Regions from separate parts of the Mus musculus genome. Here region 1 is linked to region 2. Evidence: chromatin contacts called from public Hi-C data. All regions are on one chromosome and are shown on one strand. Each heading gives the region's core, a stretch centred on a gene start, on an enhancer-like site or on the middle of the called end of the contact. The rest is flanking DNA. Distances are from core to core; before and after follow the strand shown.

Evidence for each region. A called contact is a pair of places that touch in the nucleus more often than the background predicts.
Region 1: a contact with region 2 is called in a Hi-C map of uterus, with 5 times the contacts expected there. The contact joins two enhancer-like sites. A contact is called at or near these places in 4 of 484 Hi-C or Micro-C datasets (all in uterus) and 3 of 115 datasets of contacts at active chromatin or transcription factors (embryonic forebrain, forebrain and stem cell-derived neural progenitor cells).

What each region holds. Positions count from the first base shown.
Region 1 is chr16:77,824,320-77,829,616 of GRCm38.p6, forward strand. No RefSeq gene overlaps it. Among named protein-coding and RNA genes, the nearest start is that of Mir125b-2, 180 kb to the left of the region's middle. Within about 2 kb of position 3,147, at least 32 of the 459 cell types and tissues checked have an H3K27ac peak or open chromatin away from gene starts, as enhancers often do. A contact at or near this core is called in forebrain and uterus, where this site is marked.
Region 2 is chr16:77,591,307-77,596,421 of GRCm38.p6, forward strand. No RefSeq gene overlaps it. Among named protein-coding and RNA genes, the nearest start is that of Mir99a, 5.1 kb to the right of the region's middle. Within about 2 kb of position 3,420, at least 140 of the 459 cell types and tissues checked have an H3K27ac peak or open chromatin away from gene starts, as enhancers often do. A contact at or near this core is called in forebrain and uterus, where this site is marked.

The DNA of each region.
Region 1 (5,297 bases), core at 1,897-4,396, 230 kb after region 2:
TCAATAAAATTTGTAAAGAATTTGGTAGGCAGATTCTAGGCATGCATAAGCTAAAGCTGAACATACAGAGAAACCAAAACCATCTTATTAAAAGTAAAAATATACAAAAACAACCTTCTTGAAGAATTGTGACATGTATGTGAAAACAAAGAATAAAATCCATAATATGAAACAGAATATTCAGAAAGTGACCTGTATATATTACCGTGTATTTCAAAGCAATGACATTTCATGTCAGTGGGGAGAGTTACTTGTTTAAAAAAATGCCTCCAAGTTAAGACTATTGGTATGGTGTAATCCTAGCTTCTTGGGAGTCTGAAGCAGGACTCAAAAGTTGAAGGCCTGTTTGGAATACAGAATGAATTTGAGCCCATACTGGATTCATTTCCAAAGCCCTGAACCAAAGTATATCATTATTCTGAGAATTCAGATTAGTTGTCTAGTACATACAAAGGTTGTAAAAGACCCCAGGTCAATCCTTCATTCTGAAAACAGATCATCAAAACATGTGATTGGAGAAAAGAGTCCCTCATAGGCTCATGTCCTCATTGGTGGTATCATGATTGGCTGTCTAAGTTAGAAGGCTCTTCCTCCCATCTCCATACTCCCCGAAATAAGACTCAGACTCAGAATATATTTACAAATATTTTGGCCTTATAGCTAAGCTCTTCTCTGACAAGATCATAACTTAAAAGCACATATTTATTTTAATCTACATTCTGTCACATGGCTTGTTACCTATGGTCTGGTACCAGGCCTCTATCTTATCACATCTTCCCTGGGCGAATCTCACACCTGGCACTATCCCAGAATCCTTTCTGCCTACTGGATGTTGCACATCCTACTTCCTGCCTAAGCTATAGGCCATCAGACTTACTATTGTTAGCTGACACAGTCATACAGACATAAGATATTCTCTCTACAATTGGCTACAGAATAATCACAAGGAGGAGACTTGCTGGAGAGAGCTTTGCTGGGGTGGACTTTGAATGTTAGAGCCTCCCTGCTTTCTCTTCTTGCCCTCCCTCTCCTTCCTCCCTGGGGGGGAAGTGTGATCTCCCTGCATCCTGCTCTAGTCACCCACCTGGCCACGCCTTCCTTGCTATGATGGACTCTGCCTCTTTAGAGATACATAATTAGACATACATAATCATAAGACATATATAACCATAAGATATAAAACAAACCCTTTCTTAAGTTGCTGTTTTTGTCACGTGATTTTATCACAGTCATATAAAAATAACTAATTCACTTGGCAAAACACTTCAGTAAGTCAGATCTCATCTTATAAAAAAGTAAATTCTATATGATTTTAAGAAACATTGAAAATATTCTGATGTTATAACAACACATAAAATCATGATTTTGTGTGATGAAGGTTAGAATAAATGAGAAAAACGTTATAAATAATGAAACATTTGTGTGTAGTAAACTCAAGTAAGTAGTGAAAGAATATATCATTAGTAAAGTTAATGATGGGATGAGAAAAAGATCTTAAGTTGTGACTACAGTACTTCTCAAATGCCCTAAAGTGGTGGCCAGTTTGTCTTCTACTTTAATCTTTAAGAATTGCCATATTTATTGGATGTATTAAGAAATTAATTACCAGGGAACTAAAAATAGGATATATGAAATGTCAGTACTCTTTTTACATGAGGTTTTATAGTCATAAAACTATTTGCTCCATTTACTTTCAGTTTCTCTGTCTAATTTTGGATCACCAATAAACTATCAGAGCAACATAACTGGTCCACAGCCCATGCCCTAACAAAATAAATCTTAATGTGTCTTGAAGATTAATAATTACATGGCAAAAAACAAAACACAGAGGTCCAAATATGTAAAAGGAAATCTCAGAAAAGCACAGTATTTTGGTAAACAGACGAACTTGAGCTAATACATCCTCATTGGCACGATCACATAAATCAATTGACTAGACCCCTACAAAACTTGAGAGCATCGTGTCTTAGGAATAACAGGAAACGTTTACACTATGGAATAGAGCAAAACATAATTAAATCCCTTGTTAGTTCCAGCTTGTTTGAATGTGACATGCCCCTTGCAGTCTTATGTGATTGAACACTTAGAGCCTCAGCCAACGGTAGTGCCTTTGTATGTATTGAAAACTTTATAGCTACTATAAGATAGAATATCACTAACACAGGGTTGTATATGATAAACTAGTAAATAAATGATGATACTAAATACTTCGAATGGGTATTTTGGAAAGTAAATAAAACCTATCTCATAGTTTTTAGAACACTAGGGATTTATCAGTACATCATACTTGCTATTTCATAGATAAATTTGATAGATTTTCTGTATGCGTGTGTATGCCTGTGTGTATGTATAGACAGGTAGTTTTATGTCTACTTGTATGGATGTTAAAATGAAGGAAAGAAGTCAGTGCAGATGTCTTATTTAATCACTTTCCACCTTGGGTTTTTTTGAGACACAGTCTGTCACTGAAACTCGGCGCTTGTTGCTTTGGGCTGGCTGATTGGCCAAGTAAACAGCAGAGATTTCCTGTCTCTGTCTTTGAGTGTTAGAATGTCAACCCAAGTCTTCATGCTTACACAGCAAGCATTTTACAAGTTGAGACATGGCCCCTGTTATTCTGGGATGATTACCATTGCCAAATTGAGTTTGAACACAGAGAATTATTTTGTTGTTGTGGCTCAGACATTTTAATGTTTCTTTAGTGGTCATTTTGTTGTTGGTGATATTCTTGTCGTTGTCAGTGTTGGAACTGAATCTAGGGTCACATATATTCTAGAAAATACCAATGAGCTATATTCCCAGACTGGGCCATTCCTTTATAAGATATTTTATGGCTGCTTTTAGTTTTTATTGAATATGTTATCTAAAACAATTAAGTTATAGCAAGGAGGACTATGAGAAGGGTTCAAAGATTTTTGTTTGTTTGTTTTGGCTTTTTTTGTTTTTGTTTTTGTTTTTGTTTTGTTTTTTGGTGAACCAATGAGTTATATTACAGGACTATGAGTTAGGAGCTGCTCTAGGAGCAAAAATGGTGAAAAAGAGTTGAACTACAAAAGCCGACCACAGCCTGGATGAAAGATTATAAAAGTTAGGAACTGGAAGCCCACTGCACAGCCCAACTGTCCCCTTTCCAGAAGGCTCAGCTGGTCTTTGTTTCTCCTAGGCAGCTCAGCTGGCTGCTCTCCTAATCTCAGGCTTCTTGGCTGGTGCCTTGCTTTTTTTTTTTTTTTTTTTTTTTTTTAACAGGAGGCTGGCTTGTCTCAAAGTCTCCTCTGCAGCTTGTAAGGTCTAGGAGTGACTCTCAGCCGTTTTCACTTACACACTCTGGTCATTTCAGAGACTTCCCAAAACCCTTTGGAGTTAGTTCTGTCTTCATGTTTTTGTTTGGAGAGTTGTTTTGCTTGTTTTGTTTGTTCTGTTTGTTTGTTCCTTTTGGGGTTTTTTTTGTCTGTTTCTTTTGTTTTCATTTGAATTTTCCTTTTTAATGAATTAATTAATTTACATCCCAGTTTCTGCTCCCCTCCTGCTCCCCCCTCACAGAGTCCTTCCCCCTCTCCTCTGCCCCTCCTAGACCTGCCCCCTACTCTGGTGCAGGATAAGGTGCATCATCTCTCACTGAGGCCAAACAAGGCAGCCCTCGGCTACATATGTGCCAGGAGCCTAGGTCCTGCCCATATTATTTTCACCCTTTGGTCAGTGGCTCAATCTCTGAGAGTTCGCAGGGGTCCAGGTTAGTTGACACATTTGGTCTTCCTGTGGGGTTCCTACCCACTTCAGGACCTTCAATTCTTTTCCCCAATTCTTTCATAAGGGTTCCCAACTTCCATTCAGTGTTTGGCTGTATCTGCATCTGTTTCAGTAGACTGCTGGGTAGAGCCTCTCAAGACATTTAAGCAAGGCTCCTGTAGGGGAGCATGACAGAATATCATTAATAATGTCAGGGGTTGGTACTTGCCCATGGGATGGGTCTCAAGTTGGGCCTGTCACTGGTCAGCCATGCCTTCAGTTTTTGCTCCATTTTTGTTCCTGCAGTTGCTTAAAAGATGGCAACTTTGGGGTTGAAAGTTTTGTGGGTGAGTTAGTGTCCTTATCCCTCCACTTGAGGTCCTGCCTGGGTACAAGAGCCTCTTCAGGTTCCATGTCCCCATGTTAGGTATCTCAGCTAAGGTCAACCACATTGACTTCTAGCCTCCCTTATACCAGGTCTCTGGGACTTCCTAGAGCTTCCTCCCATGTCCCCACCCCTGCAGCTACACATTTCCATTCACTCTCCTGACCCCCTGGGCCTCTCTCCTGTCTCTCCCCATACCTCATCCTGCCCTTCTTTACCCTCCCCATCCCCTCTCCCATCCATGTTTCTCCCTCCCTCTGCCTCCAGGATTATTTTGTTCCCCCTTCTAAATGGACTTGGAGCATCCCCACTTCCTTCTCTTTAACTTCTTTAGGTCTGTGGAGTATAGTATGGGTATTGCATACATTATGACTAATATCCACTTGTCAGTAAGTGCATACTATGCATGTCATTTTCAGTCTAGTCTATCCTCATTCAGGATGATATTTTCTAGTTCCATCCATTTGCTGCAAAATTCATAATGTCCTCATTTTAAATAGCTGATAGCATTCCATTGTATAAATGAACCACATTTTCTGTATCCATTCTTCATTTGAGGAATATCTGAGTTATATCCAGTTTCTGGTTACTATGAATAAGGCTGCTATGAACATAGTGGAGGACATGCCCTGTGGTTGGGTATATGCTCAGGAGCAGTATATCTGGGTCTTCAGGTAGAACTATGTCAAGGAGTAGTATAATTTTTCCTACAATGAATGTAAAAGAGGCTTCATGGTTTTTCACCAATATGGCCAGAGGCCTCTTTTTAGCTGCATGAAGTAATGTTTGGCTTCTGGTCTCCACCTATGAAAGACCAGCCACACCCACCTTATAATTTCTCTTATTTACTACGATAATAAAGCAGTATCTGCAAACATTAATGGTGCTCTCTGGAAGGGAGTACAGGACTGCCCTCCACTTTGGAACACTGGTGAACATGGATGGAAATGTAAAAATTGGCCTTATAAAAATGGTGATGAAAAATCGTTACCCAGATGTACAATTTTTCTTGTTATATTTTCCTGTTGTTAAATTTACAAATGTATTTCCAACAGTTTTCAGGAAATAATACTAAAGGAAATAAGTTTTAGCTAAGCTACTTTAAGAGTTACTAACAACATTCTCTATATTTATTGCTTTAAATAAAAGTGAATAATTTCTATATGTTATTAGAGATTTATATATC
Region 2 (5,115 bases), core at 2,170-4,669:
CATTTATTTCCCCTCCCTCCAAGCCACCTTAATTAACTCTTCTTTAGACTTGTCTTATACTATTCCAGTGATGTTGGGCAAAGAACATCTGGACTCTTTATTTTATCTTGGCAGCATTTTGGCTTTCAAGCTGATATTTTTAAGTGTGGGTTAGAATTCAGCTACAGTTCCTTCTGTGGTATTTGGCTATAGAAAATGGCAATTTCCTTCCTGGGGAATAGTGGTGTATGGCTTTAAACCCAGACCCTGGGAGGCAGAGGCAAACAGATCTCTGAGTTCCAGGCCAGCTTGGCCTATACAGTGAGTGTCAGGATAGCCAGGGCTACACATAGAAACCCTGTCTTGAAAAAAAAACAAAGTGGAAAGAAAAATTAAAACAGTATTGTCCCAATAATTACTGTCCCTGTGGGCCACTGTTCTTCTGATGCCATGACTGAAAAACAAACAAAAACCAAAGAGTTGAAAACAAACAAACAAACCAGCAAACACCAGTCAAAAGGTGAAGGGAATTATGGGCATGCCAGTCCTCAGTCTGTCACAGTCTCTTTCTATCTGTTTTATACATATTCTTTGGGATATATTGGTGGTATTTAATAGAAGATTTAAATAAAAATATTTATTCCATGCTCTTAAACACAAAAGTTTGCTTCTTTCTTTTTCTTTGTTTCTTTCATTTGGAATTGCGAGGCCACCATACAACTTTTATATCAGTTAATTTATGGAAGTTAAACATAAAATTGTGAAAACCTAATTAATGAGTTTTTACTGAAAGGGAATAGTTCGGATTGAGGAAAGACTTCCATAGGTAATTTATATTTAATATGCATTTCCTTTCTGTTCTTCAATATCTTCCTGCTTGTTTCATAAAGAGTTTCACCTTAATAAATTTCCTCTGGATACCAACTTAGCTACTTTACCACGGGCTTTTCTTATTTAAAAGTATTTACTGAATGACACCTCATAGGAGTCTCTAGCGCTAGTCCCCTATACCCAGTGTAAAACCTATCAAACACTAGTGCTTAATTGCCGCATAACTGAACGGTCACTACAAATTTACACTTCTCATTCTATGTCTGTCACCTATTTTGTGCATCCTGAACATACAGGGCTTTAAATATGCATTGTACAATTCTCCCTACCCAACACTCTTTAGTGCTGTGGTTAAGACTCTAGAAAACGTTGCCCAGGATTTTTCAGTCTAGGAGAAAAACAATCGCAAACTTCAGCACATGTTTAAGGTCAAGTTCTACTGTGTAGAACTTCGTGCAGTTTTCAATTACAGACAGGCCGGATTTTGTGATGTTTCCCATATGGGCATGTGATATTCACCCCTTACTGCTCCTAAAGTGACCTCGTGAATAAGATAATAACCTTTAAATCCATTGATGGGATGTTTCCGAGTTCTGACTTTCACAAATAATGTTTAGGCAAGTCGTGTTTTAACTATCAAATAATATTTAATATATGTGCATTCCTGGAGAGGGACATGGATCCATTACTCAGATAAGGCAATGAACATAATTCTAGACTTACTACAAACATAAGTGACTTTAATATACAATCACTACAAATTTTTCAATCATGTATGAAAATGTAGGTCTTCTGCATTGTCCTCTGAATTTTGACTTATATGTTAACGATGCTTGCTCTGCTACTTGGCTTAACATTCTGCTTAAGGGAATATTTAAAGATTGAATTCACTCCACTCTTGTTAGGAAGTATGGAAATGTTTGTACATGGGAAAAAAATCTCATTGCATGCTAGAATGGAAATTCACCAGGGAGGGGGAAGCTGTTCATTTTATTGCCTAAGAGCTGTTGATATGCTCCCTGAATCTTTCAAAGGCATCTTTCATGCCACACAGGCAACCCGCAGCCAGTCAGAGAACAGAAAGAACACTTCTCACATGTGTCAATCTCCGAAAACTTGCATAGCAGCTGTGCTAGGTAGTGATGGGGATTATCGCAAGACCCAATTGCAGGGGTTTGCCTGCTGGAAGAGACACCCCATCCTCTCAAGGGACCACTTTGTTGGAGATGGTAGCAATAATGCATCTCTGTTGCTAGTGGATATTGTGGCCATGTAGCACAAAATTGGTGCTAGATAAAAATCAGAAAGTAATAAAAATGCAAAAAGGAAAACTGGGAGGTTTGGTTTTGTTTCAAAGTCTTAAAGTGGGAGAATAAAACAAATGTGCTAGGCTTGTTGCGTTTACAAAAAAAAAAAAAAAAGAAAGAAAGACAAGAAAACAGATATGCCTTTAATGACGAAAACTCGCAGGGCAGGGCATTCAGTCTTCCGGTTTGAGAACCATTCGGGTGCGTTGAGAAACAAAGTTGCAAAGTAAGCATGTTCAGACCTTTATTTGCTAATTTTTTGTAGGAAAGATCTCTCTCTCTCTCTCTCTCTCTCTCTCTCTCTCTCTCTCTCTCTCTCTCTCTCTCTCTCACCCTCCCTCCCTCTCCCTCCTTCTCTCCCTCTCCCCCTCCCCTCCCTCTCCCTCTCTCCTATGAGCCAGAGTTTTCTGTGCAAATGAAACAGGCGTTGTAAGAATGAGATTCACTTTGGACCACTCTTCACATTCCAAGTCATGACTGCGTTAAGCAGCACAATCCCATCTCTGGTTGATGGGCAGAAAAAGTGGGCAGCTTGCCAGGTAGACGTTTCCATGACTCCCAGCCCCCAAAGGTGATGCGTTTTTCAGCTAATTCAATGAAGAGTGGGCTGAACTTTGGGTCTAAACGAGACAATAGCTGCCTTCGCAGTATCAGCAGAATGGTTGATGGGAATGCCTCACTCTACATTTGGCAGAGAATCATGTGACCTGACGACTGAGATTTTGTGATGGTGCCAACGGAGACTTGGAAGCAGCAAACGGCCCTGACTTTTTTCTTCTTTTCTAGCAAGGATCAGAAAATGGTGGATCTTAAGACTTGACTTTAGCCAGTCTCAGCAAGCAACTGAGCTTTGAAGCACAACCTCGTCTTTATTCTGGGCTTTTGGCAGGCCACCAGGAGGCTGTCCCTTTCACGCCTGATAAATTCGGCTGCTTATCTCTAAAGAGAGAGAGAAAAGGAAAATAATAACAGAATATTGAGGCATAACAAGTGAATCCTAAATTGTATGTGCTTTTTTTCTTTTGTTTTCTTTTCTTTCTTTCTTTTTTTTACCTTTCCTGACTGCTGTTTTGTTTTGTTTTTTAATTTTTATGTTAATATCTTTTCTTTTTCCTTTTTTTTTTCTTCTTTTGGTTACTGAAGAATTCAAGTAGTTTGGGTTATTTATGTATGTATGTATTTGGTTTATAATGAACAGGCATTTGAACTGGTCGGACAGGACGACAGAGCAGTGAGCATGAGATCATTGCAGCCGAGTAGCAAACTGGCACCCAGCCTTTTCACCCCTTCGGTTCGGGAGACGAACGTGTGCAGTCCTCGTTTCTCAAGTCAGCCTGGAAGGATTCCGGGACTCTCCCACCTTCTACCATTCTGCTGCCAGTCGGTGGCAACGATTGGTGCAGATTCTGCGCAGTGCTTTGTGCCTGGAATATGGAGAAGGAAGAGAATGAAGACAAGCCCTCTGGACCTCCTTCTCTGAGAAATACCGGGAGCCCAGAAGAAACAGAAAAAAAAAAAATCCAAAACAAAAACAAAAAACCAAACCAAACAAAAACCCTGAGCTTCTCAGTATTCGCCAGAGTGCTGAAAAATACTGATAATGATGCGGAATGCCTGCGTGAAAACAAAAACAAACCAAAAATGCAAACCGAGACAAACCCAAAAAAGCAAACTTTGGTTTGTCTAACTCCTGAGACATCGGGCTTCGTTAAGCAGCTTGGAAGGCAACACAAATCTATGACCCTTCTTTCTTTTATTTATTTATTTTTGTTATTATTTCAAAAAACAATGGCCTAAGAGCAGTACATTGCACTTGGTGAACCCGCACTTTCATACCAGGTATAACTTTTTTTTTGTTTCTTTTTACGCTTTCTATTCCATAAATTAGACTCCTTGCAGTTTCAATTTGTTCTTATTAACTCATTACCCACTTTACACTTTTTTCTTTTGCTTTCTTACTCTAATCGTGATTAGCGTAGACACTAAACTGGAATAAGAAAACTCTCTATAGACATAAGCTCCTGCTTTGGTTGTTCACAGAAGTTTTAGGCAGACAGTAGTGTGTGTTATCTCTGATTTTTGTGTCCAGTAATATATTTTGTGGAGAAACGGGCTTGGGAATCAGTAGTAGTAAGGAAAGTAAAACCTTTTCTGTGACTCCTAATTTTAAATGCAAAAGAAGAAATTTCTCGAAGTTCTAAAAAGAGATCTTGCTTCAAAAATGCATCCATATAATGCTAAATAAAATTTCTTTTCATGCCGGTTTCAGTAGAGGAGAGATGGGAATAAACAGAGCGGATTCTCCGTTGCGAAGTAAAAAAAATAGCTTGTTCCTTAATAATTCTACTTCTAAAAATACAAGGAAAAAGAATTTGCCCTAGAGCAGTTGGGAAGCGTTGGAAGTTGCCCTTCACTGTTGTGGTGGGGAAAGTCTGTACAAACTTGCTTTCAAGTTCAGAGTTGCTTTGGCTCGGCAGGTGAATACATTGCATTCTAATTATTTTCTCTATTTGTAGAAGGAAATTGCTGAGCAAGTCAACGTCTTGTAACAAAATGCAGCTTTTCCTATTTTAGTGGTAGAGGGTTAAATGATATGCCCCCTTTAAAAACTTCTTTACTAAACAATGTTTCTAAACATGCAAGAAAATCTCTAAAAAGAAAAAAACGTTTTGAGATATGCAGTGTGTATCAATGAAGATTACAATGTTCATACTAAGAACTGGCATGATAATATTAGCTATGAGAAGAAAACTTTAGCATAATTGTTATGATTTTAAAATTATATTTCATGATATCATAAACATCAAGGATAAACAAAGAGAAATATTATACAGCTGGTTAATTCTGTCTTCTTTTCAGTTATATTATGAAAGGATTAACAGTTACCCAGACCTAATATAAAGATAATATTTGAAGCAATGTTTTATTGACTTTATCGGTTATTATTCACTAATTATTTGCAGAATAGCTCTTCTTCCTCCTTTGTTATTAGAAAGCC